Regions from separate parts of the Mus musculus genome. Here regions 2, 3, 4, 5, 6 and 7 are each linked to region 1. A link is a contact called in public ChIA-PET, HiChIP or PLAC-seq and promoter capture Hi-C data. All regions are on one chromosome and are shown on one strand. The core of a region is the stretch at or near the end of the contact, and the rest is flanking DNA. Distances in the headings are between cores, read along the strand shown. Region 1 holds the start of Commd9 (COMM domain containing 9). Region 2 overlaps Prr5l (proline rich 5 like). Region 3 overlaps Ldlrad3 (low density lipoprotein receptor class A domain containing 3). Region 4 overlaps Prr5l (proline rich 5 like). Region 5 overlaps Ldlrad3 (low density lipoprotein receptor class A domain containing 3). Region 6 overlaps Ldlrad3 (low density lipoprotein receptor class A domain containing 3). Region 7 overlaps Traf6 (TNF receptor-associated factor 6).

The links. Promoter capture Hi-C pulls out the DNA fragments that hold promoters and counts their contacts. ChIA-PET counts read pairs in DNA pulled down with a chosen protein or histone mark. HiChIP or PLAC-seq counts read pairs in DNA pulled down with a chosen protein or histone mark.
Region 2: a contact with region 1 is called in an RNA polymerase II ChIA-PET map of effector CD8 T cells, with 9 read pairs. The contact joins the enhancer-like site here to the promoter of Commd9 in region 1. A contact is called at or near these places in 6 of 39 promoter capture datasets (the 3T3-L1 cell line, 3T3-L1-derived adipocytes, the C10 cell line and 2 more), 1 of 484 Hi-C or Micro-C datasets (nephron progenitors), 4 of 115 datasets of contacts at active chromatin or transcription factors (bone marrow-derived macrophages, effector CD8 T cells, memory CD8 T cells and 1 more) and 3 of 9 other capture datasets (adipose tissue, liver and macrophages).
Region 3: a promoter capture Hi-C map of hippocampal neurons shows a contact between it and region 1, with 2.1 times the contacts expected there. The contact joins the enhancer-like site here to the promoter of Commd9 in region 1. A contact is called at or near these places in 7 of 39 promoter capture datasets (the 3T3-L1 cell line, the C10 cell line, hippocampal neurons and 2 more), 2 of 484 Hi-C or Micro-C datasets (the STO cell line and neural stem cells) and 2 of 115 datasets of contacts at active chromatin or transcription factors (double positive thymocytes and large pre-B cells).
Region 4: a promoter capture Hi-C map of liver shows a contact between it and region 1. The contact joins the enhancer-like site here to the promoter of Commd9 in region 1. A contact is called at or near these places in 6 of 39 promoter capture datasets (the C10 cell line, the HPC-7 cell line, embryonic stem cells and 3 more), 1 of 15 datasets of contacts at CTCF or cohesin (the NIH/3T3 cell line), 23 of 484 Hi-C or Micro-C datasets (DN2 thymocytes, the Patski cell line, Th2 cells and 12 more), 11 of 115 datasets of contacts at active chromatin or transcription factors (the 230-238 cell line, acute myeloid leukemia, bone marrow-derived macrophages and 6 more) and 3 of 9 other capture datasets (adipose tissue, liver and pancreatic islet).
Region 5: a promoter capture Hi-C map of the C10 cell line shows a contact between it and region 1. The contact joins the enhancer-like site here to the promoter of Commd9 in region 1. A contact is called at or near these places in 4 of 39 promoter capture datasets (the C10 cell line, embryonic stem cells, liver and 1 more), 3 of 484 Hi-C or Micro-C datasets (brain, regulatory T cells and stem cell-derived neural progenitor cells), 1 of 115 datasets of contacts at active chromatin or transcription factors (embryonic forebrain) and 2 of 9 other capture datasets (adipose tissue and pancreatic islet).
Region 6: a contact with region 1 is called in a promoter capture Hi-C map of the HPC-7 cell line. The contact joins the enhancer-like site here to the promoter of Commd9 in region 1. A contact is called at or near these places in 6 of 39 promoter capture datasets (the C10 cell line, the HPC-7 cell line, liver and 2 more), 2 of 484 Hi-C or Micro-C datasets (erythroblasts and stem cell-derived neural stem cells), 2 of 115 datasets of contacts at active chromatin or transcription factors (the HPC-7 cell line and memory CD8 T cells) and 1 of 9 other capture datasets (pancreatic islet).
Region 7: a contact with region 1 is called in an H3K4me3 HiChIP or PLAC-seq map of bone marrow-derived macrophages, with 5 times the contacts expected there. The contact joins the enhancer-like site here to the promoter of Commd9 in region 1. A contact is called at or near these places in 31 of 39 promoter capture datasets (the 3T3-L1 cell line, 3T3-L1-derived adipocytes, the C10 cell line and 19 more), 6 of 15 datasets of contacts at CTCF or cohesin (CD8 T cells, the NIH/3T3 cell line, liver and 2 more), 189 of 484 Hi-C or Micro-C datasets (the 3T3-L1 cell line, 3T3-L1-derived adipocytes, the AML12 cell line and 105 more), 36 of 115 datasets of contacts at active chromatin or transcription factors (the 230-238 cell line, the HPC-7 cell line, the NIH/3T3 cell line and 24 more) and 5 of 9 other capture datasets (adipose tissue, bone marrow-derived macrophages, liver and 2 more).

The regions. Positions count from the first base shown.
Region 1 is chr2:101,883,856-101,887,559 of GRCm38.p6, reverse strand. It overlaps Commd9 (COMM domain containing 9), which reads right to left and starts at 1,298. Exons shown (of 6, transcript NM_029635.3): 1 at 1,241-1,298. The coding sequence starts at 1,291.
Region 2 is chr2:101,754,762-101,758,421 of GRCm38.p6, reverse strand. The region is part of intron 4 of Prr5l (proline rich 5 like); the gene reads left to right. Among named protein-coding and RNA genes, the nearest start is that of Prr5l, 41 kb to the left of the region's middle. Within about 2 kb of position 1,846, at least 88 of the 459 cell types and tissues checked have an H3K27ac peak or open chromatin away from gene starts, as enhancers often do. A contact at or near this core is called in effector CD8 T cells and memory CD8 T cells, where this site is marked.
Region 3 is chr2:102,102,615-102,106,455 of GRCm38.p6, reverse strand. The region is part of intron 2 of Ldlrad3 (low density lipoprotein receptor class A domain containing 3); the gene reads left to right. Among named protein-coding and RNA genes, the nearest start is that of Ldlrad3, 82 kb to the left of the region's middle. Within about 2 kb of position 2,290, at least 16 of the 459 cell types and tissues checked have an H3K27ac peak or open chromatin away from gene starts, as enhancers often do.
Region 4 is chr2:101,726,690-101,730,248 of GRCm38.p6, reverse strand. Prr5l (proline rich 5 like) reads left to right here. Exons shown (of 9, transcript NM_175181.5): 8 at 699-825. Among named protein-coding and RNA genes, the nearest start is that of Traf6, 50 kb to the right of the region's middle. Within about 2 kb of position 2,293, at least 13 of the 459 cell types and tissues checked have an H3K27ac peak or open chromatin away from gene starts, as enhancers often do. A contact at or near this core is called in liver, where this site is marked.
Region 5 is chr2:102,071,001-102,075,130 of GRCm38.p6, reverse strand. All of the region lies in intron 2 of Ldlrad3 (low density lipoprotein receptor class A domain containing 3), which reads left to right. Among named protein-coding and RNA genes, the nearest start is that of Gm39888, 81 kb to the right of the region's middle. Within about 2 kb of position 2,125, at least 13 of the 459 cell types and tissues checked have an H3K27ac peak or open chromatin away from gene starts, as enhancers often do.
Region 6 is chr2:102,037,408-102,041,458 of GRCm38.p6, reverse strand. All of the region lies in intron 4 of Ldlrad3 (low density lipoprotein receptor class A domain containing 3), which reads left to right. Among named protein-coding and RNA genes, the nearest start is that of Gm39888, 48 kb to the right of the region's middle. Within about 2 kb of position 1,943, at least 161 of the 459 cell types and tissues checked have an H3K27ac peak or open chromatin away from gene starts, as enhancers often do. A contact at or near this core is called in the HPC-7 cell line, erythroblasts, pancreatic islet and 1 more, where this site is marked.
Region 7 is chr2:101,697,838-101,701,594 of GRCm38.p6, reverse strand. Traf6 (TNF receptor-associated factor 6) reads right to left here. Exons shown (of 7, transcript NM_001303273.1): 7 at 1-3,757. Among named protein-coding and RNA genes, the nearest start is that of Traf6, 21 kb to the right of the region's middle. Within about 2 kb of position 2,109, at least 21 of the 459 cell types and tissues checked have an H3K27ac peak or open chromatin away from gene starts, as enhancers often do. A contact at or near this core is called in B cells, acute myeloid leukemia, bone marrow-derived macrophages and 4 more, where this site is marked.

The DNA.
Region 1 (3,704 bases), core at 49-2,548:
CACCATTAAGGAACATGGGACAAAAATCTCTCTGCATTATTTCCCACAACTACAGGAGATATTATAGTTAGCTTTTAATAAAGTGTATTTAAACAATAGAGCAGTGAAAATGAGCTATTGCTACAATCATGACTGGAAGCCAGATGTGAACACTGATATGAAGAAGTGTTCCATTTCTGTGGAGTTCAGAGACTGAGTAATAGTACATGGTGTCCGAAGCTATGCACTGTTGGGAAGGCAAGTGAAGTAAGTAACCAGGGAGGCACTGGGGGTACTGGTGTCTCAGTCTGTGGTCTGGTGTTGGCTACATGAGTGTGTAGTCATTAAGGGAATTACTAATGATTTCAGTATGCTATATGTTATTTTCCAAAACTTACCAAGGAAAAGAAAATGTCCCAAGACAAGCAAGCATGGAAAAGGAATGGCTTAAATCAACCACAAGGAAGAGAAAAAGCTGCTAAGGAGAACTCTTGGATCCTAGTCACAGCTCCACTATACTAAAGCCCTTCATAGCTATTTCTTCGGCACATACTGGGTGCCAGGTCTTGTTCTTGTTGGCATAGGCTTGTGAACAATGAAGTCAAAGTGCTCAGGAGTGGACTGAGCAAATGCACACTAGGAAGATGGATAACGGAAAGGGCATTATATGTGTGACTTATAATGACAGTGTCACGAGGATCATTTCTGATCTTCAACTGGATAAGAGAGAAGAAAGGAAAACAAGAAGAAACAGAAATCATGTTCCTCAGAAGAGAACACAAAGACATCCATGGTGTGTGCACACTAGTAATAAGTCCTAAGAGGGAATGCAAAGCCACCCTTCTAAGGAGTAACTCAAACTTTATGACGTCCCTAGAAGTACTAGGGTGACAAGAAGGAGAGAATTTCCCTGAGAGAGGCGTAAAGACTGGGATGAAATGGGAACTGGTGACTGTCACCCAAGTGCTCCAATCTATAAAACCACTCGTGGTCACTAATTCTTGGGTGTATTTACATCGACTATCTGATTTTTACTTCCACCTTAATATCTGGGCGTGATTAATTTTGTTGCTCCTGTTTAAAAGCTCAGAAAGGCTGAACGATTTTCTCAGGGTCACACAAAGAAGCACTGACGCGCGGCGGGTAGGGTGGGAGTGGGACAATGCTCCAAGTCAGGGCCGGTTTATTCCCAATTCTTGCTTTGCACCAAGTCCCAGACCCTAAGACGGTGGCCGCACGCGTCCCCACCCCTTCAAGATACCTTCAGTAGGCTCTGGAGCGCCACGAAATGCTCTGCTGTCAAGGCCGCCATCTTTCTGGAGTCACGTGACAGCCGGAGCAAGCGGAGCGTGCCTCGTGACCCCTCGCAGGACATGCTGGGAGTTGTAGTTCTTCACCGTGGCTGGCGGGAACGGCGTGCAAAGAACCAGGAAGTCTTCCTCCTGTATGACTAAGCTCAAAGACCAGAGGGCTGAGATACTGAGAGAACTCGGATATAGAATGATTTCCAGGGAACAACTGGCTGGACATCCTAGGTCAGGGAAACTGGTTTTGCCTTTGCCCCTCTGGGTAGGCTGGCTGATCTGGTGAATGCACCTGCAGACTTGGCAGACACCTTGGCAACTTAGATGCCCAGAAGAGATCGGCCTACTCACCATCTGGATTTAAATGAAGCTTTGCCTATTTGAATTCTTGGAATTCACACACACACACACACACACACACACACACACGCTCACATGCCTGCAGTACTCCCTAAAAACAAAACAAAACAAAAAAAACAAAAAACAAAAAACAACGCTTCAAGGCATATAGTTTCTTCTCTGTTTGTGGAGAGATAGGAGCCTTTGTAACTAGCCTTATCCAGACAGTCAAGCTAAGTCACTTAGGGTTCTTAGTAACTTTCCTGTGGTCCAAGAAGAGGTCTGGTTTGAAGGGCAGCTGATTAGGAAAGGGGTTAGAAAGGAAGAAGGCGTGTGAAGATATTGACTATCTTAGCTCTGTGCACCTCCGGCACGGTCTCTTCTGTCTGCATTCTTTCCCTTAAAACTGAGTGTTGAGGGTCATGCAGCAAGACCTGCCAACACCTTCCTCAGAGGCAGACCCTCCAGTCTTCAGAGAGTCTGAAAGTGGCAGTCGCTGGGTCAAAGGCTTAACTACAACCTTGCTATGGGTTGAGTCTGAAATCTGTTTTGCAGGTTCATCCTGTGGTCACTTGGACCCTAGCTTTGTGGGACTGCTGAATGTTAGAACCCTTAGGATCTGGGACCTTGCTAGTGAAGGTCTCTAGTGGCAGGCCTTTGGGGGTTATGCTGCTTCTGGTTCTGGCCTGATTGCATGGTGTCTTGTCTGCTGCTGTGTAAGAAGTCTTGGCTGTACATTATTGCCACCCTGCTCTGCCATGTTGGACTACAACTTCTGAAACCATGAACCAGAATAAATCTTCCTCCTCTAAGTTGTTTCCATCTAGTTCCTGTCACAGTGACACACCAGTAACCAATGCACTTGAGAAATTGAAAGCATAACAACTCAACTGAGCCATCCCAGGCTTTCTGGCTTTGAAATATTGTATAAGTCTTTAGGTGTAGCCTTTCCATGTCTTGATTCAAAGTGGCTGCAGGCTGTGAGCTTCCAGAATGAGGTACTAACTACTGTTTGCCAGCTACTAGGGAAAGCTGACATCCAGATGGGGCAATGATGACAGCCAAAGCAGCCATTTCCCCTGGCACTTGCCCTCTTTGCTGGGTACTGTATCTACTTCAACTGCAAGATGGGGAGTGACTCCAACTTCAAGAACAGGCTTCCAGAACTAAGAAAGAAACAGAAACCTGTGAAGGAAGGATCTGGCTTCCCAAGCTACCTGACTTTAAAGATGTCATTCTTCCTTGAATAAACCCAGCCTGGTGGAGGGTTACCAGTGGATAACAGTTACCAGGGATTCAGGGAATGTGCTAAGAGTATAGACCAATCTGATGCATCCTGTTGTCTGGGAGCAGCTTCAGCAGCTGCTGCAAATGCTACCTCAGACTCCACCACCAGTGTTCCAGATGCTGCTAACCAAACTTATAACCATTAGTCAGAGAACTGTAAGTGCTCAGAACTTGGCAGGAGACGATGTGAAGCGTGCCAGATATCAGCCTGATAAAAAGGTCAAGTAAAAAGCTTCCAAAAATTCTAAACTTGGAAGCTGAGCAGCTGTGTAGGAATAAGGGCAGACATGTTTGTTATAGACTGACCAACACTGAAATCTACCAAATTAAAGTTTACTTTGAATGGATTAATTTGCTTTGTTTGTTTATTTATTTATTTATTTTAGTTCCAGTGAAAAGTGCATCTTGACAGAGTATTTTCCTTCATAGATACACTTAAGTTATCAAACTATCACAGATGTCAATTATTTCTTAAGACATGCAATCAACATGTCAGTGCAGCAGAGCACATTCCTTCTAGCTTCATCGCTGTCGCTGTGATAATTTTACCCCAACAGAAAACAATACGGGAGGAGAGGGTTCCAAATATCAGCCCATCCTTGAGGCAGGAGCTGGAGACTGTGCTCACACCAAAGGCACAGTCAGGAGCAGGGAGAAAACCAAATGCACACATTGCTGCTTGCTTGCTGCTTACGCTCAGCTAGCCTTCTTCACTCTTACACAGAGCAGCACCCAGCCGAGGAAGTGGTGCGCCTCACATTCAGAGTGGGCCTTTCCAACTCAATCAACAGCCAA
Region 2 (3,660 bases), core at 597-3,096, 130 kb after region 1:
TCAGTGCCCACCCACAGTTACATGGGCTGAAGGAGCTGCTGCACCCACTTGGTCCCTGATGTGAGTGGAGATCAGTCAGATCCCTTGCAGTCTCAGGCGTTTGAGTCTCGGGACTCATTTATACTGTTAGAGACTGTTGCTCCTTTGGGGTCCATCTGTCTGTCCTTATCATAAGAGAAATTGTGCCTCAGAAGCTCTAAAATATGTCTTTAACTTACAGAAAAACACTTTTTCTTTTTTTGAGAGAAAAAAAAAGTTTCCAGAATAAACCATAATAAGCAGGCACATGGCCTGCTTTCTAGAAGGCTCTTTTCTCCTCCCTGCTGCTTACTCTGGATTGTGTATTCCACATCACACAGTCCCTGGAGAGCTGCACTGTCCAGCTCTGGGACACAGGCAGGAAAAGGCAGAATCCACTTGATATTCCTGAAGACATAGCTTTCCACCAGAGGACAGTGACTTCCACCACTGCCCTAAATCCCGCCTGTCCTATGTGTGGTGTCTAGTTGGGTTATGTGCCCTTTGAACAGTTTATTTCTTGTCACTAGGCCTCCTGGTCTGTTCTGTTGACAGCAGGATTGGTATGATAGGCAGACTTCCCTCCTGCCTATGCATTGTTGTGGGGCTAAGAAATCCAAAGTCCCAGGTGTGTGTGTGTGGGGGGGGGGGGGGTGTCTGTCTGTCTGCTCCCCTGTGTGTGTGTGTGTGTGTGTGTGTGTGTGTGTGTGTGTGCCTGCAAAGGACAGTTTCTAAGTCATAGACATAAGCTGCTTCGTTACCTCTGAGCAGGGGGGATTTGGGTGTTGATGGTGAGTAGCCGGCTATGTGACCCTCCCTCCCATGACGTCAGCTCCCGGTTCTCACTCATTTGCTAGGTGGGTCTGGGCAAGCTGCTTTATTTCTGTCTGGCTCAGTTTTCTTGTTTGTAAGATGAGGACAAAAATATAGTTTACCCTATTATGTGGTTTACATGAAATAACAGCGGTGGAGAACTCAATGCTAGTTGTAGCATGTAACATAACATAGCATGAAACATGGCAACATAACATGGTGGTCATGATCATGGACCTTGCTACAGGCTACCCAGGTTCAGGAACCAGCACGGCCATTTACTGAGTGTGTTGCTGGGAGCAAGTTGCCATTTCTGTCTCTTTCAGTTTCCTCTTCTACAAAACCAGGACCTAACCTTTAGGACCTACCCATATAGGGTTACTGTAGGGACTAAATACATTTTTATTTACAAAGCCTTACGGGCTAGCACAATAAGAGAGTAAGTGTTTGTTAAATTTATCCTGGTTCTTATTTCTTATGCTGAGGCACAACCCCATCCATTCGAATGGGAAAGGAAGGTTAAAAACACATAGGCTTTTGGTGGTAGTTTGTTTTGTGTTATTTTGTGTCCAAGTAGAGCTCAATTTTAAAACTGTTTGGAGAGATTTTTGCAGTTAGAAAGTGGGACATCATTTTGTTTATTGACTCAGTATCAGGAAGTGATCAACTCTTATGTCCACTATTAAAGGATGACAGATGTCAGTCAGCTAAACGCAAGCTCATATTCACGTGTGTATGTGCAGGTGTGTGCACTCTTGCATATACATGCATAGTCTGAGAGAGAGAGAGAGAGAGAGAGAGAGAGAGAGAGAGAGAGAGAGGGAGAGGGAGAGGGAGAGGGAGAGGGAGAGGGAGAGGGAGAGGGAGAGAGAAAGAGAGAGAGAGACAGTAACCCTAAATCTAGTTAGATCAAGACCCAGTGGAAACCTGAAATTCAGTCAGGTTACCCGGCTAGGGGGAGGAAGGGAGGGATGAAGTCTCAGAATGTGATAGTGAGTCCTAACTGTGAGTCATCTTATTTGCCCTTCACTCAAAGGCCAGCCTCTACCTTACTCTGCTCCCCTGTGGTCTCTATTGATTGGTTTGAAGGCAGGCTACTGAAAATAGTTTTGTTTTGTTTTGTTTTTTTTCTTCTTCTTCATAAGTCCTGAAGAAAGGAGCCTGCCGGGCTAGGCTGCCTTCTGCCTTGACATTTGAAAGAGATGGGGTCCCTGTGGTTTCAGTCAAGTTTTAAATGCCAGCTGTTGTTTGGCCTTGGGGGTTACCCCTAGGCCGGTAGGAAGGGTGTGTCTGGTGGGGACTTGTGCACATGGGAAGCCCTGAGGTTTTGGGAGGTGGCTAATACTGCTTACAAAGATGCCAGAGACTTCAAAACTAACAACCACATGCCATTTCCTACCAGGAACCTAACCGGAGAAGGTGCTTGGTGAACCCCACGTCTTTTTCTCAGCGTGTGGTGTGGGGAATGCTTTTTCAGAACTTTGAATGCGGGGGTTTTTCTTATTTAGGGTGCTAAACTGGAAAAAGACTCGTCTAGACACACTTATAATGCAGTTGTTTTTAAGTTGTGGGTGTTTGTTTCCAGCCCCACCCCTCCCCCCAATGTTTCTAAGCATTTACTTTCCTTCCATTTACCTCTGTCAACGGTTTAGAGTTGTCAACAATACATATCAGAAGTGACATTTAGGAACCTAAATGTGGCAGTGAATATCATCAGAGGTGGGCTTAGAAAATGTTTGCTTTATCCCTTATTGTCATGCCAGAGAAAGTCTATGCCATCTTCTCCAGGACTTGGCAGCCTCCTTAGTTAAGGAAAAGGGAGCTAACCTTGAACTTGGCAGTTTTAGCTAGGGATAGGTGACTGTCAGTATTTGTTTGCTGTTAGTTAATTTCTGAGCGAGTTTTCCACTTGTGGTAAGGGGTGCTGCTACCGGTTTCTTTTAGCACGCAGTGACAATTTTGACAAACAGCTTAAAGAAAAAAAAATGTTCATAAAGGATAACAATGCAGGTGTTCCTGCCTGTGGCCACCGTGGTGAAGGTAGTTCAGGAGACATTCAAGTGGGAAGACTGGGGCTGGGTACCGCTGAGGTTTTCAAATCTGCACAAGAAATCTCCACACAGCAAGGAGTCCCTGGGATCTGGGAAGCTTCACAACAGTTCAGGGGCAAAGCCCCAAGAGGCTCAAACAAAGGATCTGGAGCAAAGCAGGGGGGGGGGTGGCGGGCGGGAGGGCGAGCCTTCAGGAGCCGAGCCCTAGGACAATCAGGAAAGTCCCTCAACCCCCGGTTGTTTCAGAAGAATGTAAACAAGCTCCCTCAATGTGAGGTCTGCACGATGCCCCCCCCCCCCCACCTCAGCGTGAGGTCTGCACGACCTTCCCCCCCAACCTGCTTTTGAAAGTTGGCTTTGCCCTTTTGTGGGACCCTCCTCTCCCGGTGAGAGCTTGGCACTTGCAGAGTCATAGCCAGAGCTCTTCCTGTCTGGGTCTCTACCTTAGAGCAAGTGAGCATTTTTATTTTACAATTTTAAAGAAAGAACATCCACAGTGAAGAATAATGAAAATGACCTGGGGTGAGGGCAGAGACAGCAGGTAAAAAAAAATTCGGCTTATCTCTGCTCTGCACACAGAGAAGACAGCCTGTTTGGGCTGCAGGAACCTGAATAGATTTCTGAGAGACAGTGGCCAGAAAAATTTCTGACATTTCCAGTTTTGACTCTCCCCCCCCCCCCCCCCGTCTGTTTTGAATTGTGCCTGAGAGGAAAATTGAGGTTTCGGAGTAGAACTCTATCCCAGGGACTGCCTGGAGGGATAATTGGTTCTCTGGCG
Region 3 (3,841 bases), core at 1,041-3,540, 220 kb before region 1:
AAGCTGGCTACAGTCACCCCGTACACTAGCACAGCCATGGACTCATCACCGTTGTGTTTTAAGTTGTCACCTAGAGATGCATGCGTGTCCAACACTTGTGAAGTGTGATGACTTTCACAGGCATCGGCTTCTGCTTTCTCGGTGGTTTGAACATAAGAGCATGTTCAGATCTTAATTCCCAGTAACCAAGGACATGCCCTAACTTGGAAATTGGGTCACTGCAGATGTGAATAGTTAACATGAGGTCATATTATAGTAGGGAGAGCCCTTATTGCAGTCTGCGTGGTGTTCTAAGAAGATAATGTAAAGACATGAGGGAGGGATACTGTCTGACAAGGACCGAGGTGGGAGTGACACAGCCTTCAGCCAGGGATGCCAAGGGTTCACCGTGCTCCCTAGAAGACAAGGTGGGGTGAGGAAGGGAATCCGCCTGGAGTCGATGGGGGAATTGTGGCCCTGATGACCACTTGATCCTGCTGTACAACCTCCAGGGCTTTTCGTTTACACCGTCCACTCTATTGGTGAAGCTTCATAATGGCTGCCCTGGGAGAGGACTCTTCTTTCTTCCCAGGGGATCACTGGGAAGACACGAGTGCTCCCCTGGGCTAACCTGGAAGCAGTGGACACGGGCCTTTTTTTTTTTTTTTTTTAAACTGGCTTGCCATACTTGCTCCATCTCTTGGGGACAGTCCTACTCTCAGTTTCTGCTTGAATATCTGCTGTGTCACATGTGAAGTGTCCCTATTCCTGCAGGTCTTAACTCTGGCTAGCCCTAGTGAAGTACTGAATTCCACAGGCTTCTGAAGGAGTTGGACTTCTGACAACAGAAGTGGCCCTCAGAGTGGCCCAGAGACTGATTGTGGTTTCATGCTGACCCATGTGTATACTCTTGTGTGTTCTTTCTTTCCTACTTGTGTTATTTTGCTGTGTGTTTTTAAATACCTCTGGTAACTCAGTCACGTCCAGACCCTTGGGTTCTTCCATCCCAAAGGTGAAATCATATATCCTATAGTTCAGAACAGGGCTTTAGGGCCAGACCATGCTGGGTTCTCACAGTCCCCGACGCCCTCAGTGCTACTATACTTTTCTCAGCACATACTTCCTTGGCTATAAGATAAGGGACTGTCTCCGCACCTTCACCAGAGGGCATGTTCAAATCATTCATTGCATGATGTAATCAGAAAGAAGCTGATCTTATCCAATAGGTATTGTGCCTCGGGCAACAGTATACTATCCACCTCTGAACAAGCAGAAAATTGCGTGAGGTCTCTATCTGCCCAGCATGGTATGGTCGGCTGCAGCCTCCACATGCCCGGTCCCTCACCTTCCTACACTCCAGTAAGCGAGGCTCTGCCACAGAAACTGTTTTATTTCCTGGCTCAATATCTTTTTGTTTGAGGGAGTCTTTAGCCAGCCAATGTCAAAATGTCCTTCAGCTTATCTCTCTAGAGAGCCAGCTGGATACCCAAGCTGGTGCCAGAGGGAAAAAGAACAAATCTTTGCAGACCTGAGTTGAGTGTGGCTCTTGGTGGAGCCTCCTCTGCATTCTTCCCAGAGTCTCAGCCTCAGTGAACCTGCAGTGAACCTGGAGTTGGTCCCCAACTGCCAGAGTGGCTGTGGTTGGCTTGTCCTCAGAGCTGAGCATACCTATGTGGATTTGTCTGGTTGTGTTCCGTTTTGTGACCTGTAGCCTTCTCCAGTACCTGTGCATAGAGACCTTTCACTTCATACACTGGCCTGAAACCATTTTAAAACTTGATGCAGACGCTCCTCTCCCTCTTCCCCCACGCTTGCATTTTATACCTGTACAGCCGCCATGAGAAAAGATTCTTGGTTCTGATGTTAGAATCCCTCATTCCTAGGTAGGACCTGCCAGTCACCTATATAGGAACAAATCCAGGTTGTCAGACTTCCCATAAATCTTCTCTCTTGCAGCCTTTGCTTAAGAGACCCCGGTAGTTCTGCTTTTGTTTTTCCCAAAAGATGCCAGAAGTTTTGCATGAGGAAAAAAAAAAAGACAAAGTGCTCCCCAGCTCGCTGGGCTTATCAGTTTCTTAGAACTTCTAGAACACTGTATCACACCCCGGATGACACAAAGTGGCTCTTCCACAGTTTTGGAGACTAGAAGTGCAAAGTCTAAGTGTGAGGTGTGCCCTCTCTGGAGGATAGAATAAGTATAAATATATTTAAATTGGTTATACTACTCTTTCTTCTGTCATGTGGTATCTCGACTCCTCCACTTCTGTGATGAGGACACACTCAGCGTGCTGGTTGGTGAGAACGCAGCCTGGCAGAGCTGTGCTTTTCTCCGCCGTGGGTGTGGGTAGGCAGCGTGCTGGAGATGAAACACCCCGTCGCCAGCTTTCTGCCTTCCAGCCCCGCCTACGGCTGCGATGTCCCTGCTAGTTCAGGGCCTTTAAGTCCAGTGTGTTTGCCTTGCGCAGAACACTAAGAATATGGGTTAGCTGCTAATCTTTATAAATTGTAAGCTCACACATGAAAATTGGGCTTATTAGATTTTCTTTTTTAAAAAAGGGGGGAAGGGGAGAGCAAAAGAGAGATTCAACATTAGAATCTGAACTTGCCAAAAACAAAACAAAACAAGAAAAAACTACACTTCTCATTTGCCCTGCCTTTCAACTTCTTGTTCATCTGAAGGCAGTCAAGATGGCTATAGCTGTAAATGGATTGTTGTCCTGTCCATACGATCTGATAGAGTCAGGAAACATGAGGTCCTAGAATGACCACCACAGTGTTTTGGTCTTCGTTGCACATAAAGCAGTGGCGTGCTCTGCCATCAGCACCATCCTAGATTGACGGTATTAGATGTTTCAACCAAGGCAGTTGAACATTTCCCCACAGATAAATGCACTATGTGTGCATGCCTTCCTTAGGGTGTTGGGCAGGCAGGATGAGAGTCATCATGTACAGTGGGAGGGACCTGCTGTATAGCCACATTGTCTGTGTCATATCCTATCTCCATCCAGTGGAACTGTGGTATCTGGGCAAGACACTGCCTTGGTGGCCTTTCGATTCTGTGGGCATTGGGGAAAACAAAATGGAGCCCAAACTTTGTTTCACATTCTTCCCTCAGCAGCTGGCATACCCAGAACACTAATTGAACTGTTACTGGCAGAAGGGTCACTTCCTGGCATAGACTCCTCACCTGCCCTTGGCATTTTGGAGCTTCTGCTTCCTTGTCTGTGAAATTGGAATGGGACAGATGTGAAGACATAGGAAGAATGTGTGAGCACCATGTACCCTTCTGGTACTTAACAAGGGTTACATTTTGTGTTCTGTAAGAAGAATTTTAATACAATTTCCCACATGCTTTTTTTAGGCATCAAAGGCAGGTTGGATTATTATTCATATTCTAAGTTAAGGAGGGTAAACGACTTGATCCGAAGTCATCATGGATGTTCAGAGAAACAGTACATGGGGTAAGAATGAGCATCTCTCCTTCCCAGAGCCATTTGCTGGAGATAGGATAACTGGACTTGTGATACGGGGTGCCCAGTTGAGTATCGCTCAGCCCCTGTTGAGGGACACGCGATGATGGCAGTGGTCCATCTCCAGCTCAGACTGGACCATCGCCCACCACTTGGAAGGTGAGAAGAGTGGCTCTCTACTAGGAGTCCGGACAGAAGACTCCAGGCTTTGGTTAGGGAAGAAGATGAGCAGATCTGTGGAATGAAGGCTTCCAGGAGTTTAGAAAGAAATCCAGGAGGCACATGCTGGATATCGTGTCACCATGAAAAGACCAGCCTCTTAATCACAGAACATCCTAATTTAGGCACAGTTGTTTATTATTATTGTTAATATTTATTACCATCATTATTAT
Region 4 (3,559 bases), core at 1,044-3,543, 160 kb after region 1:
CCACTGCCCGGCCAGATTTTGTTCTTAAAAGGCCCAGTTTCTGGATTTGCTTCTTAAACATCATATGTATGTATGTATGTATGTATGTATGTATGTATGTATGTACGTATGTATATATGTATGTATGTATGTATTGTTTTTCAAGACAGGGTTCTTTATGTAGCCCTGGCTGTCCTGGAACTTGATCTGTAGACCAAGCTGGCCTTGAACTCAGATATACATTTGTCTCTCAGTGTCTGTTTTAATAGACGCTCATCTCCCCTTCAATATTCTTACTAATTTTCAGTTCAAGGCCCTGCATCTTCATTTTGTACAGGGCCAGGAAAACCTGTCATTTGTGTTTTGCTAGGCAACCTGGCAGAGGGTCTGAGGAATGAGGGCTGCTCCCTCTGAAAGGCTCAGTGTAAACCATGTCCCCATGTCCCATGTCCCTGGGAGAGTCACACAGCTCCAAATCTTGCATTTATCCTTTCTCTCATCTCCTGCCTCCTCTCCATTTCCTGTTCTCTCTCATTTTCATCTATTGACTTGGGACAAGTGCCCAGTGCTTCTGGCCTGTATCCTTCATTCTAACCACAGGGAGGCTGACTGTGGCCACACTGCCCTCTGCACAGAGGAGGGTCATTGGCAGGTGTTGACAAATGTCCACTGCTTTGACATTACACTGACCTTTATCTGTCTTGGGTGTTCATTTGTAGAGTGTTCACGAGCCCACAGGCCCAAGTGAGGGCTACTTGCAGCTGGAGGAGCTGGTGAAGCAAGTGGTGTCTCCCTTTCTCAGCATCAGCGGGGACCGCAGCTGCTCAGGCCCCACGTACTCACTGGGTAAGAAGCACTTAGCTCTGAAGTCTAGAGGCTTGTGGATAATGATGCTTATAATGAGGTTCCAAGCGCCAGTTGTCTGCCCAGAGCTTTGTTCTAGTGAAGGCCAGTGTAAATCTTGGTTTGTTAGTTACAGATGTTCTGAGACCATGTGGCAGCAACCCTGCCCTTCTACCAATCTTCCTTAGAGACTGGTTCCAATCTCTGTAGTAATGCCTGTCTCATCCACTCCTTTGACCAATGGCTTTGATCTTTCTCATTAGTTTTTCTGTATCTAATACCAGAAACTGTATTTTCGTATAATACCTGCTTTAGTTGGGCTTACTGTTACTATAATGAAACACCATGACCAAAAGCAACTTAGGAAGGAAATGGTTTATGTCACTCAAAGTTCTATATAATAGTCCAATATCAAAAGCAATGAGGGCAGGAACTCAAACAGGACAGGAACCTGGAGACAGGAGCTGAGTAGAGACCGTAGAGAGGTACTGTTTACTGACTTGTTCCCCATAGCTTGCTCAATCTGCTTTCATGTAGAATCCAGGACTACCAATGCAGGGATGAAACCACACACAATGATCTGAGCCCTCCCCCCATCAATCACTAATTAAGAAAACACCATATAGTCTTTCCTACTGCTAGATCTTATGGAAGCATTTTTTTCAATTGAAGTTCCCTCCTCTCAGATGACTTGTGTCAAGTTGACATAAAACTAGCCAATCCAACATCTGTTACTCATTTGAGTGGAAACCCACCCATGATATTTCTTCCCTTGACAGTAGCCACCATGTCACTTTTATAGTCAGATCTTTCATCTACTGTCCCCACTCTACTTCTGTAAGTACTATAAGATCTTTCACTGCAAGGGACAGCAGGGCTTTTGGATTAGGGAATAGATTCTGCCTGGGTCTCCTGATTTGGTGGCTGTATGGTACTACAGAACCAGGCAGTGCCTTAGTCTCTGTATAGAATCTAGAGGTGAATCAGATCTTCTCCTAGTGAGAGCACAGTCTAGACAGTCTCAGTAGAAACATCTGATGTCATAGTACAATATACTATAGAATAGTTCCCAACAAAAACATGGCCTTGGTAGAAACAGCCTCATGAAAGACTTTTGATAAAGATTCTCCAGTTACTGCCTAAGATGTAAGACCATACAAGGCAGACACTTGCTTGTTTCTGTCTTCAGCATTTGCACTGGGCCCTGATGTCCAGCTATGCCACAATAGAGTGGGTGTTTGAACATGCTTGTTAGACCAGTGTGGGCTGGTGTACTCCAGAGCCAGGGCAGCTTGCACTCACAGAAAGGTGCAGAATGAGAAACATCACCTGGGTTACACTCACTTGGCCCTCATCCCACTGTGATGGATTTGTAGTTAAGCTTCAAAGCCAAGGGGACAAGGAACAGTTTCCAGAGAGCATGCTGCCTGCCCTTTCTGGGCCTCTTTGTGTAGAAGGCTGAGCCTTCCAATAGCTGCCCTCCTGGCCCTGGTCCTGTTTCTCTGGAGATACTAGCTTTACCACAGCAGCCACAGACTGGAGGAGGCTGGCTCCATTCAGCTGACTCCCAGGTCTCACTGGCTCATTCTCTGATCTCTTCCACACTCCCTTCACATAAATTTGAAAGCTATTGAAGGAAGGCAGTCTCCTGCCTGCCCTCTGCCTCTTCCTTAAGCTGGATGCTGTATTGCCTCTGTCTCCATGGACCCTCCCTTCCTTATTACTCTCTGGCCTCATGTCATTTCAGGGATAGGGACCCAGGGAGATATCAGGATGCCAGTAGGTTAGTGGTATTATGCCAAGAACTCCATCATAGTCAGGGCCCAATTCCAATATAGGGGAAGATAAAAAACAAAGCAAAGCAAAACAAAACAACAACAAAAACTTTACTTCAATCCCCATAAGCTTGTAGTTAGAACAGATCCCTGTAACAGATTAATGAGAAAACCAAACAAGTGTGTTGAAATATATGGTCTCACATACAGGAGAGACATCCAGGGAACAAGTGGTTTTCAAATAGTTGGCTTTGAACTCCTGTTTATGTAACGTCTTTAACAAAGAACAGGAATTTTGAGCCAAGGTCTCATGTAGTCGGAGCTGGCCTCAGCCTTACTATGTAGCCAAGGATGACCTTCAACCTCTGATCCTCCAGCTTGAACCTGCTTCTTCATTGCCTTTAGTTCACTAATCTTCATGTTTTAAAAATTATTTTATTGTTTTGTGTGTGTTATGGGTGTTTTGCCTGTGTGTGTGCACACGTGTTTGTGTGTCTGGAGCCTGAAGAGGCCAGAAAAGGGCTTTGATTTCCCTGGAACAGGAGTTATGGGCGGTTCTCAGCCATCTTGTGCTGCTGTGAATTGAATCTGGGTTCTCTGGAAGAGCAGACAGTTGTGGGGCAGTGGGCGTGGGAGAATAAAGGGGGTGGGAGAGAACATGCGTCCCACCAGGTTCTCTGGGCAGGCAGATACAGAGGACTGCCACACATGGCCCCAGGTGGGTGTCTGGCTGTGGAAGCCACAGACCCAGTCTGAGGTGGGTGGACAGGGAGCAGTCCGAGGTCTCTGGGTCTCAAGGAAGCCAGAGATAACAGGTTCTCAGTCTCGGACATCCCAGACACCCCTATATGTCTCAGAAGAGCTGAGAACAAAGTGGAGGCCCTGGGACAGCTCCGTCATCCCCGGGGCTGAAGTGAAGAGAGGGCAACCGGAAATGGGGCGCTAGGTTGTTTCCACGAGGG
Region 5 (4,130 bases), core at 876-3,375, 190 kb before region 1:
GGTGCTTTGGGACCTGTCTGGCACAGATGGGGGTTTCTAACCTGGTCCTGCTTTTACTTTCTGGTTGGCTGTCATGACTCCACCTCATATTCTCAGCAGTATGAACTGAACCATACCTACTACCCTGCCTTCCCTTCCTGATGGACTGAAAGTCTCCTGAAACTGTGAGCCAGGGTGAGTTCTTCCACCCTCAAGTTGCTCTTGCCAGATTTTTGGCCACAGCAGCGAGAAGGGTAGCTGATAGGAAATCATATTTACTAAATATTCAGATCACCCTTTTGTCTTAGTTTGGATTTTACTGCTGTGAACAGATACCATGACCAACATTTAATTGGAATTGGTTTACAGGTTCAGAGGTTCAGTCCATTACCATCAAGGCAGGAATGTGGCTGCATCCAGGCAGGCATGGTGCAGGAGGAACTGAGAGTTCAACATCTTCATCTGAAGGCTGCTAGCAGAATACTGGCTTCCAGGCAACTAGGATGGGGTCTTAAAGTCTATGTCCACAGTGACAACCCTTCTCCAGCAAGGACACACCCTCTAATAGTGCCACACCATGGACCAAGCATGCACATATCATCGCATCTTCCCTGTGTGGTGGTGATCAGTGATGAAGTTCACATTCTCCTTCATACGCTTCTCCGTGGTTGAAATGTCACACAGTGAGGCCCATTCTGATGTTTACAAGCAAAGATGGGAACATGGCAGAGGAGCTATGGCTCCTGCTTCTGGATCTTTGGCCTGTCTTGGCTTTGTACTAGCAAGATCCTTGGAGGCAGCGAGCACAGAGGCAAAGGAGGTGCACCCTAGATGACTACAGCTTGGGCTGGAGTCGTAGCCACCACTTGAGCAGTGTGGTAGGTCTGCTTGTCTGAATTCATGGCTGTTCTGGCCCAACTGAGTGGTGACTGAGGCAGGGCCTCATTGTGTCACTTGGGCTGGCTTCAAACTTGCTGTTCTCAGTGCTGCCATTGCAGGTATGTGTCACCACACTGGGCTCTTAGTCCAGCTATTGTGTTTGGTGGCCACCTGGAGAGACCTGGGCCATCAGCTGTAGGTGATGGGCCTATATCATCTTCTAAGAGGAGGTAGCCCCAAGGGCTTTCTGGCACATTGAGAGTCATAGGCTTGTGGTCTAGTGAAGAGCTGTCTATCCCAGGCCTGGAACATTCTGACATGTGGGAGAAGGGCTTTCTGTTCCTGGATCTCTTTCTTTTGTTTTCTGTTGTATCCGAAAGCTGGAAAGAGACCTGAGCCAGATGTGGTCCTGTGGCAGCCACCTGTGACATAGTACAGCATAACTGAAAGAAACTAGACTTGGAAGCAACTGAGTCAGGCTCAAGACCCAAGTTCACCCAATAAGAGCTCTCTAACTTTGGGCGGGTGTGTTGTCTTATTCGGGCTTCAGTATTCCCATGTGTGAGACTTGCTCTGGACGTACAGAGTGGTGTCACCATACCATTTCCTGGTACCCTGTAGTTCTTACATGTCTCCCAGAGACCTATGTCTCTGACTCTTGATCCATCTCAAACAATGGCTTCTGGAAAAAGGGGAAAAATAAGGACAACCCTGAATATGCAGGTCAGGTTTGCACCCACTCTTCAAGATGAAGAGCTGCTTGCTCCGAGGCTGGAGACCACCTTCCTGCTGCCACCACTGCCTTAGTTGTGGTAATTGAGCAGGTGTCATTTCAGATGAATCAGCCTCAGCTGCGCATCACATCACCCATCACAGGGACCACATCTCTGCTCCTCTTTGCTTAATCCTTGGTTCTGCTGGTCCCTGTTTGGCCACAGGCTCTGCTGTGTGACTATTCCTAATAGGGAATAAGCTAATGTCTGTTCATGCCAGGCAGTGAGGGCACTAGTGACAGAACAAAGATGGTTTCACCCAAACCTAGCTTTGTGACCAATGGGTTCACTGTTGCTACTTAATATGGGTGATCAAAACCTTGCCCACTGCGTCATGGGTGACAGTTCACATCCGTAGACCTCCTTGCATAACTTCCAGGCAGTTCTGCTGGAGTCTCCTCTCTCATAGCAAGTGTTTACTTAGCTACATAACTAAGAAGTCTTGTAAACATGTGACCTTCTTGAGTCTCCAATACTTAGTTGTCTGAGTCTCCTGAGGCTTGCTCCTCCCTCTAAAGGAAACAGCCACACAGTAGCTTCTGTCGGGCCTTTTGTTGCAGTGATAAGAGAAGCAGGCATTGTCAGTGTCTCTAGTCAAGCTTTTAAATCAACCATCTCCGTCTTATAAGACTCCTGGTGAGCAGGTTGTACCGGTGACGAAACTGAGACTCAGCAATATAAAGAAATGTGTCTAACATCACTGAAATGGAGTCTGAGTTTGAGCCCAGGACTCTCTTGAGATTATGCTTTGTGAGGAACTCACAAACACCACTACAGAAAGTCGGGGCTGAAACTGGACTCACGCTAGGCCTTATACCCTGTTGACCGTGAGTCAGCTGCCACCTAAATTGGCATCATACCGACAGTGGGAACATGCAGGCAATTTATTGTCTATTTGTTTCAAAGAAATGGCCTTTTCCTTCTTGGAGGGATGTAGTTCCGGCCTCGCAGACAGGAGTCTGGAGAGATGTTCAGTGAGACTGCTACCTGCACTTAGCCATAGATCTCATCTCCTGTCTCCTAATCGACACCCAGAGCAGACAGGACCATTAGCTAGAAAGAGCATCACCCCCCAGGGCTACTGGGCTTAGCAGGACCGTAAATCAAGTCCAAGTTACAACTGTTTCTGTTCAAACTGTTTGTACAGCAGGTGTGCAAAATAAATTTCTTTAGTGCAGGAGTCTGGCTTCTGTTGGAAGAAGTGACAGCCTTTGGCAGAGAGACATGCCATTAGGTTGATTGAGGTCATGGCTTCTGGAGTCCACATGCCTGGGCCTCCCCTCAGTACTCGATTCTCTAGCTGTGTGAACTTAAGTGAGCCTCTTTATCCTCAAAGCATATCCTTGAAATGGGGATCGAAGCTGTACCCATCATACCCCACTCCATCAGGACTCCGCAAGACTCTCCCAGGGTCATCATTTCTCTCTGCATAAGGTCATCTTCACGGGCCATGGTTTATTACATCAAAAGGGTGCAATGCAAATTGAATATAGGCAAAAGATGGTGGCAGTGCTATCCTGAGGAGGCCCAAGCTTTGGCTCCCCAGAGGTCTCTCTTAGAGCACTTCTACCGGATGCATTCAGTTCATCTGGATTTCAGCAGCGTGGTGAAGAGCTGCCCTCCGGGCAAGCTCATTTCAGACTTAGCACCCAGCTTTTGTCCAGGGCTGATCACCTGCACACCGTCTCTGTCTTAGTTACTTCCCCGTTGCTGTGATATAAAGCCCTGACAAAAGCAACTAAAGGAAGGCCTTGTTTGGCTCACAGTTGAAGGTGCTGCTCCCGAGATAGCTGATCGCATTGCATCCGTGGCTGGCAAGCAAAGATGATTTTCACTGCTCAGCTCCTTCTTGCTTGTATTTGTCCTGCAATTAGGGGGTATTTCCTACCTAACCTAGATGTTTTGTCACAAGACATGCCCAGAGGCCTGTCTCCTAGGCGATGCTAGATCCTGTTAAGTTGACAGTCACTATTAATGATCACAACCACCATCTGCCTCGTACGTTCCTAGACTCCAGACTCTAAGGAAACACCAATGTTAGCACAAACTAAACTGAAGAATTTGTATAAGATCTGTTAGAGGTAGAGTGTCCCCACCCTCTCCACAAACCACAGTCCCAAACTCCAGCCAAGCCAGATATGACCTTGCAAGCAGGTCTTCTGGAAGAGGCAGTCTTGAGAGTGTCACGTTAGCTTTCCTGCATGCTATCCCAGCAAGTGGCTGCTGGGTAGATTAAATGAGAAAATCTGTGCGAAGTACTTGGCACCCTGCCTAGTGTGGCAAGGACTCACTAAATGCCAACTGCAGTTGCTCTGATATTCCGTGGATGCATTTTGACCAGCTGTCTCTTGTGAGACTATGCCGGGGCCTAGCAAACACAGAAGTGGATGCTCACAGTCAGCTAATGGATGGATCACAGGGCCCCCAATGGAGGAGCTAGAGAAAGTACCCAAGGAGCTAAAGGGATCTGCAACCCTATAGGTGGAACAACAATATGAA
Region 6 (4,051 bases), core at 694-3,193, 150 kb before region 1:
GCTGAGTACAAGTGTGTGCTGTTCTCTGCTTGCTCATTGTTGGCTCAGGCTAACCAGCTGCATCAAGCTCCTGCCACAAGCTTCCCACTGTGATGGATTGTATCTTCAAACCGGGAGCCAAAGTAAACCCTTTGTTCCTTAAATTGCTTTTGTCGGTATTTTATCAAAGCAGTTGGACCAAATATTCTATTAGGAGGTAGGTCTTTGGAAGTGAATATTTCCTGAGAGGGGGTCCTTGTGAATAACATAAGTACCCTTATAAAAGAGGCCTGAGGCAGGGACGTGCCATTGATGAAGCCAGAGGTCATCACCAGACCACCGGGCCAACAGAGCCTTGATCTTGGACTTTGTGAATCCTCATTGTTTATAAACCCCACGGTTTACACTATTCTCTCTAGCAGGCTCAAGCAGGGCACAGCTCCCTACTTCACTCCTCTCCCCCTCGTACCCTGCCCGTAGCTGGCACTTCATAACCCTTCATTGAATACACAATTGGATGAAATGAACAACTCACTAGAAGCACAATCCAGACAGAACAGCAGCAGCCAAGGGGAGGGAGGATTGATTTATGGGAGAAAATTAGAGGAATGAAATACATAGATAGAGTTTGCCTAAGTGAGAATGATGGCGGCAGCCAGGGGCACCAAGGGAGAGGAATTGCCTAACATGGGAGCAGAGAGCAGGAGCGGAGTGGGGGCACCCAGGCTGGAATATAGATGGAGGTTCATAAGCGTGCGTTGCTGCCTGTCAGTGGTCTGTGCAGTTGGAAAATGAACTTCTGCATATAGATGTATAGGAGAACAGAGGGCATCTACCCCAGCATGAAATGGGCTAGTTGCGGCAGCAGCACCACCCCACCCCACCCCCACTGGCTCATCTCCCTCTACTATATGGGTTGGCATGTTTAGTAAATTATTATTCTTGGGGATAAATGTGGTGCAACTTGAAAGTCAAAAAACAGGCAGGGGACTTGGGCAGCAGCAGATACTGTAAGCAGAGAGCTCGGTGGCTCACTATTTGTCCTTGGAATGGACAGCCTCTATTTACACTACAAGTGTTGTGCATCTCGGCTTCCTGCACAGTGTACAGTGTTGAGATCAGATGGCTGCCTCCTTCTCAAGACTGAGCAGGGCAGAAGAGCAGAAGTCATGACACCATCTCCCTCAGAACTTCACCTCCTGCCACTCGCAGCCCATCAAAGAGCAAAGGTTCCTGGGCCCTCCCTGTGTGCCAGGCCCTGCCATTAGCATCACACACACACACACACACACACACACACACACACACACACACTGTAAGCTTCTAAGGAAGCCATTCTTATCACTAAGACCCCTCTATTTATAGAGGGGGAAAATGAGCTGTAGGGACATGATGGGACTTGTGTAAAGCCATTAAGCAGATGACAGAGCCTTACTCTGTGACTCAGCTAAGCCCCCAGCTACTGCTGGACAAAGTACCTGCCATGCATCCCAGTATCTTGCAGCCTGGTTTGGGTGGGAAGGGCACACAGGAAAGTACAGGCTTATAAGATGATGTTGAAAGCAAGGGTTGGGTTGAACCTTTTGCCAAATCCATCCGGAGTCTGGGAGTAGCTGTCAAGGCAATGGTGCTCAACGTGGGGTTGGGGACCCAATTCAGCTCTGTTTATAACTCAAGGGGGAACAGTCCCATACTTCAGTCTCTCTTTAAAATGGGAACTAGACTTGTCCCATTTTTCATTGTGACTGTTGAAATAAGGGTAAGGAGACTGACCTGACCGTAGAGTAGGTCCTGTAACACATCCCAGCAGTCATTCGTTGTAGTGTGCTTGCTTGCTGCTGTTGTGAAGACTATTGTTAAGCAGGAAGCAGCTTAGATGCAGGTGATCCAGCCCCAGACAGAGACACCCATAACCCAGTGAAAGTGATGGGTGAACAAAACATTTCCTGCCCAGCTGCTTCTCCTTACACCCCACCCCATAGCAGAGTGGGCAGGCAGGCAGGCAGGCAGGCCATATGCAGCACATACCACTAGGCACTTGCTTCCCCTTTCTGTTTTCTTTACTCTTTTGAGTAAGGGAGGGGTTGCTGGGAATAGAACGCAGGACCTAGGACTCCTAGCCCCAATGGGTGTTAGTATATGTTTTATCAGCCTGTTGCACCCAGTCTGTAGCAGGGCTCCTTTCTGCCACAAGTAGCTCCAGTCTGTAAACCGGGCTCAGCTCTGTCCTACCTCCATTGCCTCCACGCTGTATCACTGTCCATCTTTGGAGAGTGATAGGTATGCACGCTGGCTCAAGAATGTCTTAACTTTCTGCTCATACCATATTCCACAGATGCTTTGGCTAAGCCAAGTCATGTGGTCAAGCCCTAGCCTAGTGGGGTGTGGAAATAGGAAATAACTCTGTTTCTAGTAAGAAAAACTGGGGCTCGAGAGATGGCTCAGTGGTTAAAAGAACTGACTGCTCTTCCAGAGGTCCTGAGTTCAATTCCCAGCAACCACATGATGGCTCACAACCATCTACAATGCCCTCTGCTGGTGTGTCTGAAGATAGCTACCGTGTACTATTATACATAAAAGAAATAAATAATTCTTTAAAAAATAAAAAAGAAAGGTGGCTTGGCCAAGCTTGTAGTCACAGAACGGGGATGAATCATTGGGAGTAGGATTGTAGAAAATTGGGGGAAGGGGGACCCTTAGCCAGAAACACTGGCCCATTGCTCAGCTGTTGTTTTATCTTCTGGGAGACCAGCCAGACTGAGGCCCGTTTCTGTCCAAGCACCTGACTAAGGGAGAGTCTGTGCCAGCCACCCAGCCTCCCGCAGTCTGCTGAGGCTCTGGCTGAAGCAGGCATTGCCTTTTATCCAGCCTGCTTCTAACTCATTATTTACATAGACTATAAAATAATGCTTAACTCTAAATTACCGCAAGTCAGAGCCTCGAGTGAGGCTAGCTAGACCTTCCCAGATGAAAGCCGACTAAATACAATAGGGAGGGAGGAGGACAGCCACAAATAAAATGTCACTGAGTGCCTAATGATAGAAGGCTATGCGACAGCCTGCGTAATTGGGCAAAGTGGCTGATGGCAACAGCTGGCGGGGTTAGCTGGTCTTCGGTTCTATTTATGTGTTTATCTGCTGCCTGTCACCATAATGGCCACAAGCAGTATTGATCACAGATTAATTTTGCCTCATCCCTTCTGTTTCTCAGCTCTACCCTTATCAGGCTCACCTCCTCCCCTCAAATAGACATCCAAATGAATATGTGGGGTAACCTGAAGTTTAGGGGCACAGTCTGTCTACCAGGGAATGTAAAAGCAAGACCTCCTGTGACCCTGGCACTATCCTAAGAGGCCTTAAATCTTCTAATATGACAGCCTTATGAGTTGGATATCATTGCTGCTGTTTTACAGATGCAGCCAGGGACTTAGCTACTTGATGGAAGCCACCCAGGTTGGGACTGCTGTAACTATGCCTTATTGGGCTCTGCAGATGTTTAGATATCTCAACACATGTCCTAGAATCAGAACTCTTTCTTTAAAACTTATTTTGTAGCATTTGTGTGTGTGTGTATACATATATATTATATACATATATATGCATACATGTATATATGTATGAATAAGAGAAGCAGAGTAAAAAATTCTTTTTACTCTACCTACCTTTCTCCTGAAGAACTAACACCCATTGGTTCGCCCAGGGTAGGTTGGTCAGTGAACCCCAGGAATCCTCCTGTCTTTACCTCCCAATTTCTGGGACTATAAACATTCACCATCACACTTTTTCTTTATATAGGTCCGAATGCTTGCAAACCTAAATCACTCCCCCGCCCCCGTGGCCGTACTTTTCACTGTGAACTACACAATGCCCTTTTAGTCTCTCAGCTACGTGTGACCTCCACTTCTCCCACAGCGAAAAATCTCCTTTCTGTTTCTCAGACTCGCCATGCTCTTGCCTCAGGGCCTCTCCGGGTGCTCCTACCTCTGCCCTGCTCACCTGGGTCACACAGGCTGCCCTGCCTCACCGTGAACCTTTTGCAGTTGAACCTGTGTGCCTGCCTCCTCGTGTGTCTT
Region 7 (3,757 bases), core at 860-3,359, 190 kb after region 1:
ATTTTAAGTTGGCATAAAGCAGAAGCTACAAGATAAATTACAATAAAATATCACAAGTTTCCAAGGAGAATTTTATACAACTTCAAGTTGTTTAATTATTTCAGGATTGAACAGCCTTAAGGAGAAATTAGAATTTACATGATAGAAGCATTAAATCAGAGCACACCCAATGTCACTGCAGATCCTAGGTGGGAGGTGTTCACTAGGTCTTAAACTCACTTCCATGTTTGAGAACTGCAGTAGCAAAGTCCCGGGAGAAAAGCAGAAAAAAGAACACTCTCACTTTACCAACTGACTTACATGACAAGTAGGCTACCCAGCAGCCAGTCAGCTTCTGCCCTGGCTCCCATTAAAGCTTGTGACTATTGGCCAGGCCCATGCACAGTATGCTAAAAACAGGGGTTCAGCAGTGACCAGAATGGGGTCTCTGCCCTCTCCTGGAGCCTGCACTGAAGGAAACTGGGGTTTTAGGAGTCAGATGGGGCTACATTCTGAAGGGCAGGTGACCAACAGGCCACCCTTTTCTCCTGTGTCAGGCAGGGCTGGGCTCCGCTGAGGAGACACAGGACAGGAAAAGGAGTTCCTCTCCACATTCCACAATGTGAAAAACTACAACTCTTTTCTTTTCTTATTTATTTATTTATTTATTGGGGCGGGGCTGAGCAATTTAAAACATCAAAGACACAGAGGACCCACAGAGAAATAACTAGCTTAGTCCTTTTTGAGTGACTTCAACGCTTGTGACCGAGAGTGTCCCAAGTTCAGGTTGATCACATCTGGTTTCATTTTTCTGGATTCTGGGAATTGGGAAGCATCCATCCATTTCCCAGACAATCACATCAACTTTGAAACAAATGACAGTTACCCTGAGAATGCCGACATTTAAAGAGTATTTCAACAGACAATCAAACGACGCTTGACCGTGCCCTGTTCACTCCCTCAAGGCAGCCAGCAAACTAATCACCAAACACCCCATAAAAAACTGTAACAATGGCGAGAATTTGAGTCAAGTCAAGAAAAGATGTGTGTTAACGACAGAAAAAGAGAGAAAAGCACTTCAAAGTCTTAAGTAAGAATCACCTCGATAGTTAAAGTTAAAACGTTTTCCAGTCACATGCGAAAGAAGGAAACTCCAGGTAAAGCAGAAACAAGCAACCTCTCCTTAAGGAGAAGATATTCTAATTGTGCACATAATTTACATTGGTCAGACTTTGTTTGATATTGGTACAAATTCAACTTTATACTGGTCACAAAATTTACTTGTTGGAGATCATCCAACACCTGTCAGTTGATCTTCCGAGGGTGAGAGGACACCTTTTGTACTTTAATGCACTTTTCTCCTCTTCATTCTCCAGAAGAAAGCAGAATGGCTAGAGATGGTAACAGCCAAAGGACTGTAACCAACTTCCAAACTAGAACTGCCGTCTGGCCTGATTTCTAAGAGGGAAATATATGACTTGGGGAAAAATCTTCAATAGTAAGGTAGGCATTTTTCTAAGAAGAAACAACTTTAAATTCAGCAGTGTTCTAGATTGGTAAGGAAAGATGGCCAATGCACTCTGGACTATACGGATTCTTATAGGCCCATTGGTACAAAGAGAATGTTCAGAAAGTGGTGAAGTAAAGAAAGCGGCTTTCTAGGCTAAGACTTGATCCTGAGTTGACCTTACTAAGTGTTGACCTTGAATGTCAGCTTGATTAGTTTTACTCTGCATTCGTGGCAATTGAGTAACATAAAGTAACTGGTTGGCTTATTACAAACACCAAATGCTGCAAGTTCTAAAACTACCTGAGGTGTATTCTAGCGGATGGACATTACACTGCAGTGAACCATCCGTGTTAGCAGTTAGGGGCAGTCACACCTCTACGGGGAAAGCCTTTTAGTGAGTATTGTGGCTCAGCACTGGGCTTCTCAATGCGGATACTAGAAACACCTAGTCCAACTTGCCCTATAGGGAGGACAATTTAAAGCTGGGAACAGTTTAACTTATGCAAAAAAACTTTAAAAGATGTTAGAGTTTTTTTTAAAAAAAGTCAAAACCACGGCAGGAAACGACTGCTCTTCCTAATACAGATATTTTAAAAAGAGAAATCTGATGAGGAAGTTCTTAAATGTCATTTCCTTTTTCAAAAAACGGAGAGGGGGTTGGGGAGTTCATATTTTTGTGGTGACATATAACATAAAAAAATTAAGAAAGGCATATAGAAAATAAGTCTTCAAATAGTTGAGTAATCTTCTTCAGGCAATTTCTAAATAAATATAGACACAGCTACTGCTTGCTTTAAAGAAACAACAAACAAGCCCACATTTATTACTCCACTGGGAAACAACTACAGTATAAGACCATGCAGTGCTCCTTAGGCAGAAGTTGCTACAAGCAGCTCAGGGCTGCTGGAGGCACAGCTAAGGGACACACATTTCCTGGATCCAACAGAAGAGACCTGTGATGAGCTTGTGATAATGGTAGGGGACAAGGTCTTCCCCTCACCTTTATAGGGGAAGGATGGAAGCAGGGGAAAATGAAGAGGTCAAAGTGGCCCTGGCTGGCTACAGCTGAGAAACAGACTCCTTGGTGGAGGCTCTGAGCGTTCTCTGGGAACAGGGCAGGTCAGAGCACTGCTCGGGTCTCTGATTCAGCTGAAGGCACGGATGCCTTTCTTACCACCAGAACACATAGCTGATCTTGTGTAAACAGCAGGAGAGGATCCCCTCTGCTTCCTTACAAAGGCTCTAACTAGTCGTAGGGCTCCCTGAGAACTAGACTCCAAAGTACTGTATATGTACAGGACATTAACAAATACACAGCAGCACGACAGTCACCTCTCCACATTAGGGTCACAGATCAGAACCTCTACTGAGCTGGACAAAGCCACCACTCAAGCTGAGTGTCCACACAACCGTGATAGCCAACCTTGGTTTAGGCATCTCTCAGGTACCTACAATTTCCCAAGTTCCAATAAATTCTGTTTTGAGGAAATCAATTTATTTATTTATTTGTTTGTTTAATTTTATGTGCACTGGTGTTTTGCCTGCATGAGTGTCTGTATGAGGGTGTCAGATGCCCTGGAACTGGAGTTACAGACTGGGGATCCTCTGGAAGAGCAGCCAAGGCTCTTAACCACTGAGCCAATTCTCCAACCCCTTGAGAAAAATCAATTTTATTTCAATTAACCTTATAAGCTAAATCAAAAGCTAGTTAAGAGGGGCTGAAGTTTCCTGGCTGTAAGAGTTGCTGTCATCATCCACGAGATGCCATTTAATGGCTAGTGAGCTAAATCACTCGTTTGGGCTGGTGATTTTGTGTTTGCAAGCAACAGAAGATATGCAACCGGCTGTGGAAACCAAGCTGCACGGGACAGACAAGAAAGGTTCCATGGCAGTAACACTCAGCAGTTGGCAAGCACATGACCGCGGTCTTACAGACTGGGAAGAGGCCGCCTGGAGCATATTTCAAAACAGGAAAGTAGTGGGGGATGCTTGGTGTTCAGTGGACAATACATTCACACTAAGTAAGGGTTAAACCAGTCCCTGGATCCTTAGTGAACTATAGAGGAGGGAGTACTTGAGAACTTAAGCCTTCCAGGGATCATGGTTCAAAGCCTCTGAAATTCACAGGAGTCAACTAAATGAGAACTCAACACCAGAGCGGTAACTTCTCTACTGGCACCAGCACAGGCAGTGGTGATTTTCATGTTTAATATAGTAATCAGTGTCCTAAAAACCCCTCAAGTTTTTAAGGCACCGGTCTTATTAAAC